3 separate regions of the Mus musculus genome follow, and all the other regions are linked to region 2. The links are chromatin contacts, called in public HiChIP or PLAC-seq maps. All regions are on one chromosome and are shown on one strand. Each heading gives the region's core, a stretch centred on a gene start, on an enhancer-like site or on the middle of the called end of the contact. The rest is flanking DNA. Distances are from core to core; before and after follow the strand shown.

Region 1 (2,700 bases), core at 149-2,648, 64 kb before region 2:
CTATGTATGTGCACGCACACACAGTCCACATCCTTCAAACATGTTTGCTTCATTCCATACTCCACTGAAAAAATTTCAATTACAGAGTGTCTACCTGAGCAAAACCTCTCTCTTCTCTCTTCTGACCTTTCAACTCACAAATTCTTTCTCCAATTTCTTGTTGTATCCATATTCTTCTAAACTCATCGATTGCAGTTCTTTTGAGGGTTGGGTTCCTGTTTTTCAGGAAGCAAGATCTTGCTATATAGCCCAGACTGGCTTTGAACTCGGCACTAAAGGCCATGCCACCACACAGAGCTTCAGCCACAGAGCTCTTAAGTCAGCTATAGATCAACAGCAGAGTTAAGACTTAGTTGCACTTTTCTCTAATGCTCCTCCTTTATGCCTTAGGTTTGCTTGTCTCTAAATAAAGCAACTTATGCTTCTAGCCTGCACCAGACTTGCGATTACGGATCCAGGAGAACTGAGACTATTTGAAGCTGGGCTCTGGTTTCTGCAAAGGCAGATTTATTTCTAGAGCATCCTCACTTCCAGGATGAAACTCTTCTGTGACAGGGTTGCTCGTATTTTACCAGAATCCAGCACAACAGATATCTATCCTTCCAACTAACCCATGAATCCATGTCAGACATTCAATAAACATTTTAATACAAGTTCTCTTCTGTACTCTGGGGTTTTTTTTTTGGGTTTTTGTTTTTGGTTTTTTGTTTTTGGCTTTTCAAGACAGGGTTTCTCTGTGTAGCCCTGGCTGTCCTGGAACTCAGGCTGGCCTTGAACTCAGAAATCCGCCTGCCTCTGCCTCCCAAGTGCTGGAATCAAAGGCACGCGCCACCACACCCGGCTATGTACTTTTATTTATTACATTGTGACCAATGCATATCTCATTATAAAGCCTAGTTTTTAATCTCTGTGCAGTGTTTCTAGCAATTCTAAGATAAGCAAGGTGGTAATCAATGGATTCTAACATAGGATATCAGACATGCTGTGCCTTCTAACAAGAGAGTTGGCGTCTCAATTTGATCCTCTCCATGAAACAGCAGTGCTATAACCAAGAGTTCTCAAGGCCTGCTACAAGCATATTAAAACATAATCCTCACACCGGGCACTCCAAGCTTAGCAAATCAGAGCTGCACAGGAAAATGGAACCAACTCTGTACTTCACACCAAATCCAGTCAAAGGCAGCAGCAGCCATCAAAGCCTCACAAATCGGCTACCATCGCTGGGCATGGTGGTGGAGATGCACCCCTTTAAACCCCAGCACTTAAGAGGCCGAGGTAGAGTTCCAGGACACCTAGATCCTAAAGGTCACTTCATGAATGCCCGAGTACCACTGCTCTGTCAGAGAAAACTGAATTACAAGAAACACAAAGCAAAGTGGGAAGCCACCCAGGATGCCACTCCACCAGACCACAGCTGAGTCGCCTAGGGCCCTCCAACAAGCAGAGCTGGCAGTGAAGAGCAGGGACTTGAGTGTCTTTCAATTCTATAACAACTAACCACAAGATATGCAAGTTGTTTTATTTGCAATTCAAACTAAATAAAATTACTCTATTTGCATGACAACTGCCAATTTTAACCTTACCAAGTAGGTTGTTTTTAAAACAATTATACTTTAGACTTTACAAACTGAAACAGTTACAAAAGAACCTGCCACTGGCAGAATTTGCTTTAGCTACAACCTGAAGTGGTCAGGAAGGCTGGCCAGCTGACAGACACAGGGACCCACTATGCTTTTCCACATTTTCATGTTGAAAACTACTTCCCACTTATAGCAAGATTTATAAAATTAATCTAATCAACTCAACTCCACAAGTTTTAAACAGGAACGTTAACATTGCCAGTTTGTAACAGGCTCTCATCTAATTCACCCAGAAAGCCCCACCTCCTTATGTGTTGTTATTCCATAATTTATGGAAAAAAATCACCAGAGCTGGAGATGGCTCAGGGGTCAAGAGCGCTCACTGTCGCACTACTCTTACAGAAGATGTGGGTTCAATTCTCAGCACGAATAGGGCTGCTTCTAGCCTCCATGGGCACTGCACACACAATGGTGCACAGACATAGATACGAGCAAAACACCCATAAAATAAAAATAAATTTAAAAAAACATATATCCACAGTCAGAGGGTAGGCCAGTAGGGTGATAAAATGTAGAGTGTTTAAAAAAAAAAAAAAAAAAAAAAGGCCGGGTGGTGGCGCACCCCTTTAATCCCTTGGGAGCACTCGGGAGGCAGAGGCAGGCAGATTTCTGAGTTCGAGGCCAGCTCGGTCTACAGAGTGAGTTCCAGGACAGCCAGGGATACACAGAGAAACCCTGTCTCAAAACAACAAAAACAAACAAACAAACAGAAACATTAAAGAAATAAACACATATCCAAGTTTTTAAAACACCATATAATCACATTATATACTACTTCTCAGTTCCAGAAGTTAGGTTTGGTGTCACTAGGCTACAGGTTACCTGCAGAGATGTGATTGACCCCGTGTGTCCTTGCAGCACAGCAACTGGGGCGCAGGTCCTCAAGCACCACACCCTAATGATCTTATCACAGCTTCCTGCAGCAATCAGCGTGTTCTCGTAGTTCACAGCCATGTCTGAAATCTCTGCAGAATGGCCTCTTAACGTAGACAACAAGCGGCCATTATGTGTTGACCAAATCTTTACCAAGCAATCATCTGAACCCTAAGAAAAAGCAATA
Region 2 (2,700 bases), core at 200-2,699:
GAATGCCCAAGTTTATACATACAGAAGAGACGGGGGACAGAAATATACAGACACTCCTTAGACCCTCAGGCAGTCTTCATGTCAGGATTGCTGCCCTGCTCTAGCCCAAGAAAGTCTAGTCCACATTACCACCATTCCTTGAAGCTGTATTTGAAAAGATCACAAACTATGACTTGAGAGATAGACGGTTCCCTGGCTAAGTTAAGTACTCAGCTGCTCTCCCAGAGGATCCAGGTTCAATTCCCAGCACTCACTTGGCAGCTCCAAACTATTAACTCTAAGTCCTCTTTTGGCCTCCAAAATGCACCTACCCACACACACAGGCAAAATACACACAAACATTTAAGGTAAAACGCCAACTAACTATGGGGAAAACAGTTCCTCCATTTTTACTCTGCTCCATAAAACGTCCTGGGCGGGGAAACTTTACTTTTAAACAACGTGCATACTTATGCGTCTGTGCATGCTCGGGCTGTGTCTGCAGAAGCCAGAAGAGGTTATCAGATCCTCTTATCCCTTGGAGCTGTCACTCAAGAGACTCAGGTCCCTCTGTAAGAGCATTGTGCATTCTTAACCAGTGAGTCATCTTCGGCTCATACAGGCTCTTGAGTTTTTGTGTTTTGCATGTACGTATGTGCACCGTGTACCTGCTGCTGGGAATCAGAAAAGGGCACGGATCCTCTGGGAACTGGAGGGACGGATGTTTCTGAGCTGTCCTGTGGGTGCTGGGAACTGAACTCAGGTCGTCTGCAAAGGCCATGTCGCTGCGGATGAGCGAACGGACTACATGCCGCCCCCACCCACCTTCCAGAAACCTCCCCAACACTTAGAACAACCTCAACTAAGCGGCCTGCCTGGACACCTTTTCGAAACCTACCTTTCCCGCGGCCTTTTTCGGCTTCGCGTCCACCTTGGCAGGGGCGGGCTTCTGGCAAGAGATAAATTAATAAAAGAAGGGGGTGTGAGGCGCTGAGCGGGCGAGCTGGGCCCGGCCCGCTCGCTCCCGTCCCGGCCCGGACCGAGCGCGGTACTTACGGCCGACAGCCTCGCGGAGCGGCGCTTGGGCTGCGGAGAGAAAGACGGGGTGAGCAGCGCATGTGAGCGGCACCCCACCGCCCGCCCCGATCCGCCCGGCCCACCCGAGGCCCGCACTCACCTCCGCCTTGGCGGCTCCATCCGCGCTAACCTGCAGGAGAAAGCACAGCGGAGAACAATGCGGCCGCGTGACGTCACGCCCAGCCGCCCGCACCCCGCGAAGATTCCAGAGCCCCTCAGACCCGAACCCTGCGGGCGCCGCGGCCCCGCCGCACTCACCTTCCTCTTGGGCATCGTGGCGGCGCGGGGTGGGAGACGCGTGCGTCGTCGGATCTGTCACCGAGGAGCCGCACTGCCAAGCCGCCGCCGCCACCACCACACGAACTGCTGCGACCCGTCGCGGGGGCGGTGGGAGAACCGGATGGAACCGGATTGGAGCCCGCCCCCTCTCCCCCCGCGCCTCCCCGCCAGCCGGGCCGCCCCCAGCCTCCATTGGCTGTCTAGGCCCACCGCGCGCGCCAGCGCCCCAGCCCTTGCTCCCGAATAGGCACGGCGAGCTGTCACTCCGCCGCATCGCCCCGCCCCCTGGCCCCCCACCCCTGCGGGCGCGACCCCGGCCGAGGGGCGGGCCGGAGTCGCCCGACCCCGCTAGGTAGTTTGTTTGAAGCCGACAGCAAAAGTGCGGCCTGCGCGCTGATAAGTGGGGGCGTGTCACGTGGCCTCAGCATCGCTTTCCCACAATGCTCCGGACCCCAGGCGCCCGCCCGCGGAGTCCACCCGCGGACCCCTCGGGTTCAGCAGTGCCTAGGCGTGATTTGCCATTCGCCCGGGAGGGCACAGGCGCAGCCAGCAGTGCGCAGGCGCGCGCGGGCCGGTCGCGCAGACTCAGGCTGTCCTACGCGCCTTTACTAGCCTATTTTTAGGTAACTATGTCTGTTTTAGGTCTTGCAGCTGTCTCGGGCTCTTGCCCTCCCCACTGCATGGACCCCTCCGTCCTGTGTTCAACTGTGTGCAGGAATCACATCGGCCCTTTACAGACCCAGTCCTTCGCGCAGCGGCGTCGGGTCTAGCTCCGACTTCCAGATTGCACCTTTTGTTTATGGAAGGCAGTTAATATTGAGTATACCTCAAGAATGCAGATAGCGGGCTGGGTACAAGAGTCCCACCCGCAGCCGTATTACTGCTGCTCAATTGTAAGAATTATCATATATGTCTTTGCCTACCATAAAACTTGTATTTAGGACAGGGAATTCGAATCTTTATCTCTTGCACCGTTTAAGATTTTTACACAAACGTTTTAATCCCCCTACCCAGTAAACCCTTGTTTCCCCAAAGGCCCACTGCTGTGTTCCTGGGATTAGATGGCTTGCAGCAGTGACTCTTTGTCGTTTGAGCCGCGACCCCGTTCCCTTCATCTGTGGTCCCATCTTTTCATGCATGCCAGACTGAATTAAGACTGTGAGGTCCTACCCCAACTAGTGGGGGAAAGACATTGACACCACTGGAGTTAAAACCAAATGCACTTCCTGTCCTTTGGTGTTTTAATCTCCTGATTTTACCCTCTTAAAAATAAAGTTTGCCCTTCCGGGAAGCCCACCAGAGATGACCACTCAGACACAGTTTATAGCCAATTGGAAGTCTTTCTTTCCCAGGATAGCCAGGGCC
Region 3 (2,700 bases), core at 176-2,675, 83 kb before region 2:
GACTTTAAGCAATAAATACTATACTTTGGAAAGCTATTGCTGTTTTTATAAATCACAAAAAACACTGAATTCTAATTTTATGATAATTTCCTCATTCCCAAGAAAGGAGAATCAAGTTACCTTTTGTGGGACCTGGAAAGTCTTCTTCTTTCTCCCTATTACATACAGGTTCCTCTCCTCCTCGCCTCTCTCTATGCGAATGTCTTCCAACCGCCTACAAAATTAAGGCTATGGTGACAGAGGTTCTTGGACTGAGGTACACAGTTAACAGTACATCACTGCAGCTTTAGAGGCTACTGGGCCCACAGCACCTCAAAACAGCACACAAAGCTATTGAAATGAGAAGACGCTTCAGCTGCCCGAGCCCCGCCACTGGCAGGCAGGAGCAAGCGCAGCGCCTCATCACGGTCAAGACTCACCTGGCTACCCCAAAACCACTAACTACAAGTTTAGATTTTATGTATGTATTTATCTTTCTTTTTTTTTTAAGGTTTATTTATTATTGTACATAAGTACACTGTAGCTGACTTCACACGCACTGGAAGAGGGCGTCAGATCTCATTATGGGGGTTGTGAGCTACCATGTGGTTGCTGGGATTTGAACTCAGGACTTTTGAAAGAGCAGTCAGTGTTCTTACTCACTGAGCCATTTTGCCAGCCCCTTATCTTTTTTTTATTAAAAACAAAACCTCAGTTTATGTGAAGACCTATTCATATTAACTACAAAATATTCATTAATTGGCATTATGTATCGACCCATTAGAACCAATACAACTAGACAGCCCATTTCATTGCTTCCAAGCGTCTCCAAGATTATACTTCCTTTCTGCAAATAAAATTAAAAGCAACATTTTTCTTATACAAAGAATTCAACCCCATGTTTTAGGCCTCTCATTTAAACAAAAATAGCAGTGCTACTCATTTCTCTGTCTCCTTATCAAGTCAATAACACTGTTCAGATGATTACAACAGGAATAATTTCAAACCTTGGAGCACGTTACCATAGGCTAAAAATGGCCTTTGTCTTCACTGTGTAAAAGACTCAGGGTCCCTTGGTTCTAATTTGAAAACTCCTAGAAACACCTGACTTGATATAAAATCTCAATGTATCTTAGCCATGCTACATAAGAATGTACAAAGAACAAAAACTGATTTCTAAGAAAATAAATAAATAAATAAATAAATAAAAAGACAAAAAAAGCAAAAAACAAAAACAAAAAACAAAAACCGGCTGGGCAGTGGTGGCACATGCCTTTTAATCCCATCACTTGGGAAGCAGAGGAAGGTAGATCTAAGCTAAAGAAAAAAGAATGAAGGTTTGTCCAGTTTTTTACAGACCTAGTTTACTACTGGATGTTAAGAGTAGGGGCTAGAGAGATGACTCAGCAGTTAAGACCTGATCCAGAGGTCATGAGGTCAAATCCCAGCAACCACTTGGTGGCGCACAACCATCTGTAATGGGATTCAATGCCCTCTTCTGGTGTTTCTTAAGACAGCGACAGTGTACTCACATACATAAATAAAATAAATAAATCGTAAAATAAAATAAAATATAAAATGACATCCTCCTAATAGTTATGGACCTGAACATGCCAGGCGGTGCCTCTGGAACAACTACTCTCCGCTTCCAAGCCTGGAGGTCACGCTCTGTAGCAATCTGACTCCGAGGAGCGTTCTGATGCATCTGACGAACACCTTCAACCTGCCCACTCCGACGGAGACCGATGTTTGGAGGAGACTGAATGTCTAAACTCAGTCTTCTAAAACCTAGAAGAAAAATATCAGGAAGTATTTTTAAAGTATTTCCAGTTATTATGTTCATTTAGCACACAGTAACAGTGCATTCCTCCTACTAGGACACACCTTTTTCCAAACCAGAAAAAGGACAGACATACTAAAAACAGCTATAAGAAGAAAGCTTTAACATAACTAAAACCACAATGTAGAATACTTATCATTAATTGGTAAACTGCCACTTGAACTTTTTCTATACATTCTGAAATTATAAAATACACAAATGTATTCCATTGCATCTTTATTTCAAAACAGTTTGTTTTTTGGGAAAACCTTTGCTAAGGATAGATGCCCCACTAAACTGGGGAAGCTATATAACAAGAACACTGTTACAGTCTAGGCTACTGAGCAGGCAACTAGCAAACCATCTGAACACCGGCTTCGTGGGATCTTTCTCTGTGGGCCTTACACACACACGCACGCACGCACGCACGCACGCACGCACGCACGCACACACGCTACACAAACATAACACAAATATGCACACACTCTCACACAGACATAAAAATTAGAATAATTCTAACAATAAAAATTTTCATAATTACCACAAAAGAGCAGAGATGGCTCAGGAGTTAAGAGCATTTCCTGTTAGTACAAAGGACCTGAGGTCAGGTCAGTTCCCAGCACCTCCATCAGGTGCTCTAACTCCATGAAGGCTACATAGCTCTAAGCACTCTCTTCCAGCCCCGCAAGTACTTGGACACAAACGGCAGACACTCAAACAGGCAAGCACACACACACACAACAGAAATAATCTGGGCTGAAGAGATGGTTCAGCGGTTAAGAGCACTTGCTGCTCTTGTAAAGGACCCAGGTCAGATCCCAGCTCACAACTAGCTGTGACTCTAGCCCTTTTTGGCCTAAATGGGTACTCACAGACATATGCATACATACATGTGCACATAG

Evidence for each region. HiChIP or PLAC-seq counts read pairs in DNA pulled down with a chosen protein or histone mark.
Region 1: a contact with region 2 is called in an H3K4me3 HiChIP or PLAC-seq map of embryonic stem cells, with 4 times the contacts expected there. The contact joins the enhancer-like site here to the promoter of Hmgn1 in region 2. A contact is called at or near these places in 5 of 39 promoter capture datasets (the 3T3-L1 cell line, 3T3-L1-derived adipocytes, embryonic stem cells and 1 more), 10 of 484 Hi-C or Micro-C datasets (the HL-1 cell line, cranial neural crest, embryonic fibroblasts and 6 more), 8 of 115 datasets of contacts at active chromatin or transcription factors (embryonic limb bud, embryonic stem cells, large pre-B cells and 2 more) and 4 of 9 other capture datasets (adipose tissue, embryonic stem cells, liver and 1 more).
Region 3: a contact with region 2 is called in an H3K27ac HiChIP or PLAC-seq map of embryonic stem cells, with 7 read pairs. The contact joins the enhancer-like site here to the promoter of Hmgn1 in region 2. A contact is called at or near these places in 9 of 39 promoter capture datasets (the 3T3-L1 cell line, 3T3-L1-derived adipocytes, the HPC-7 cell line and 5 more), 1 of 15 datasets of contacts at CTCF or cohesin (pro-B cells), 8 of 484 Hi-C or Micro-C datasets (the HL-1 cell line, the HPC-7 cell line, the N1E-115 cell line and 5 more), 4 of 115 datasets of contacts at active chromatin or transcription factors (the SCID.adh cell line, embryonic stem cells and neural tube) and 4 of 9 other capture datasets (adipose tissue, embryonic stem cells, liver and 1 more).

Annotation. Positions count from the first base shown.
Region 1 is chr16:96,062,288-96,064,987 of GRCm38.p6, forward strand. It overlaps Brwd1 (bromodomain and WD repeat domain containing 1), which reads right to left. Exons shown (of 42, transcript NM_145125.3): 8 at 2,463-2,684. Among named protein-coding and RNA genes, the nearest start is that of Brwd1, 19 kb to the right of the region's middle. Within about 2 kb of position 1,399, at least 5 of the 459 cell types and tissues checked have an H3K27ac peak or open chromatin away from gene starts, as enhancers often do. A contact at or near this core is called in embryonic stem cells, where this site is marked.
Region 2 is chr16:96,126,276-96,128,975 of GRCm38.p6, forward strand. It overlaps Hmgn1 (high mobility group nucleosomal binding domain 1), which reads right to left and starts at 1,450. Exons shown (of 6, transcript NM_008251.3): 1 at 1,315-1,450; 2 at 1,157-1,186; 3 at 1,036-1,065; 4 at 878-928. The coding sequence starts at 1,329.
Region 3 is chr16:96,042,881-96,045,580 of GRCm38.p6, forward strand. Brwd1 (bromodomain and WD repeat domain containing 1) reads right to left here. Exons shown (of 42, transcript NM_145125.3): 19 at 1,584-1,767; 20 at 121-214. Among named protein-coding and RNA genes, the nearest start is that of Brwd1, 38 kb to the right of the region's middle. Within about 2 kb of position 1,426, at least 13 of the 459 cell types and tissues checked have an H3K27ac peak or open chromatin away from gene starts, as enhancers often do. A contact at or near this core is called in embryonic stem cells and stem cell-derived epiblast-like cells, where this site is marked.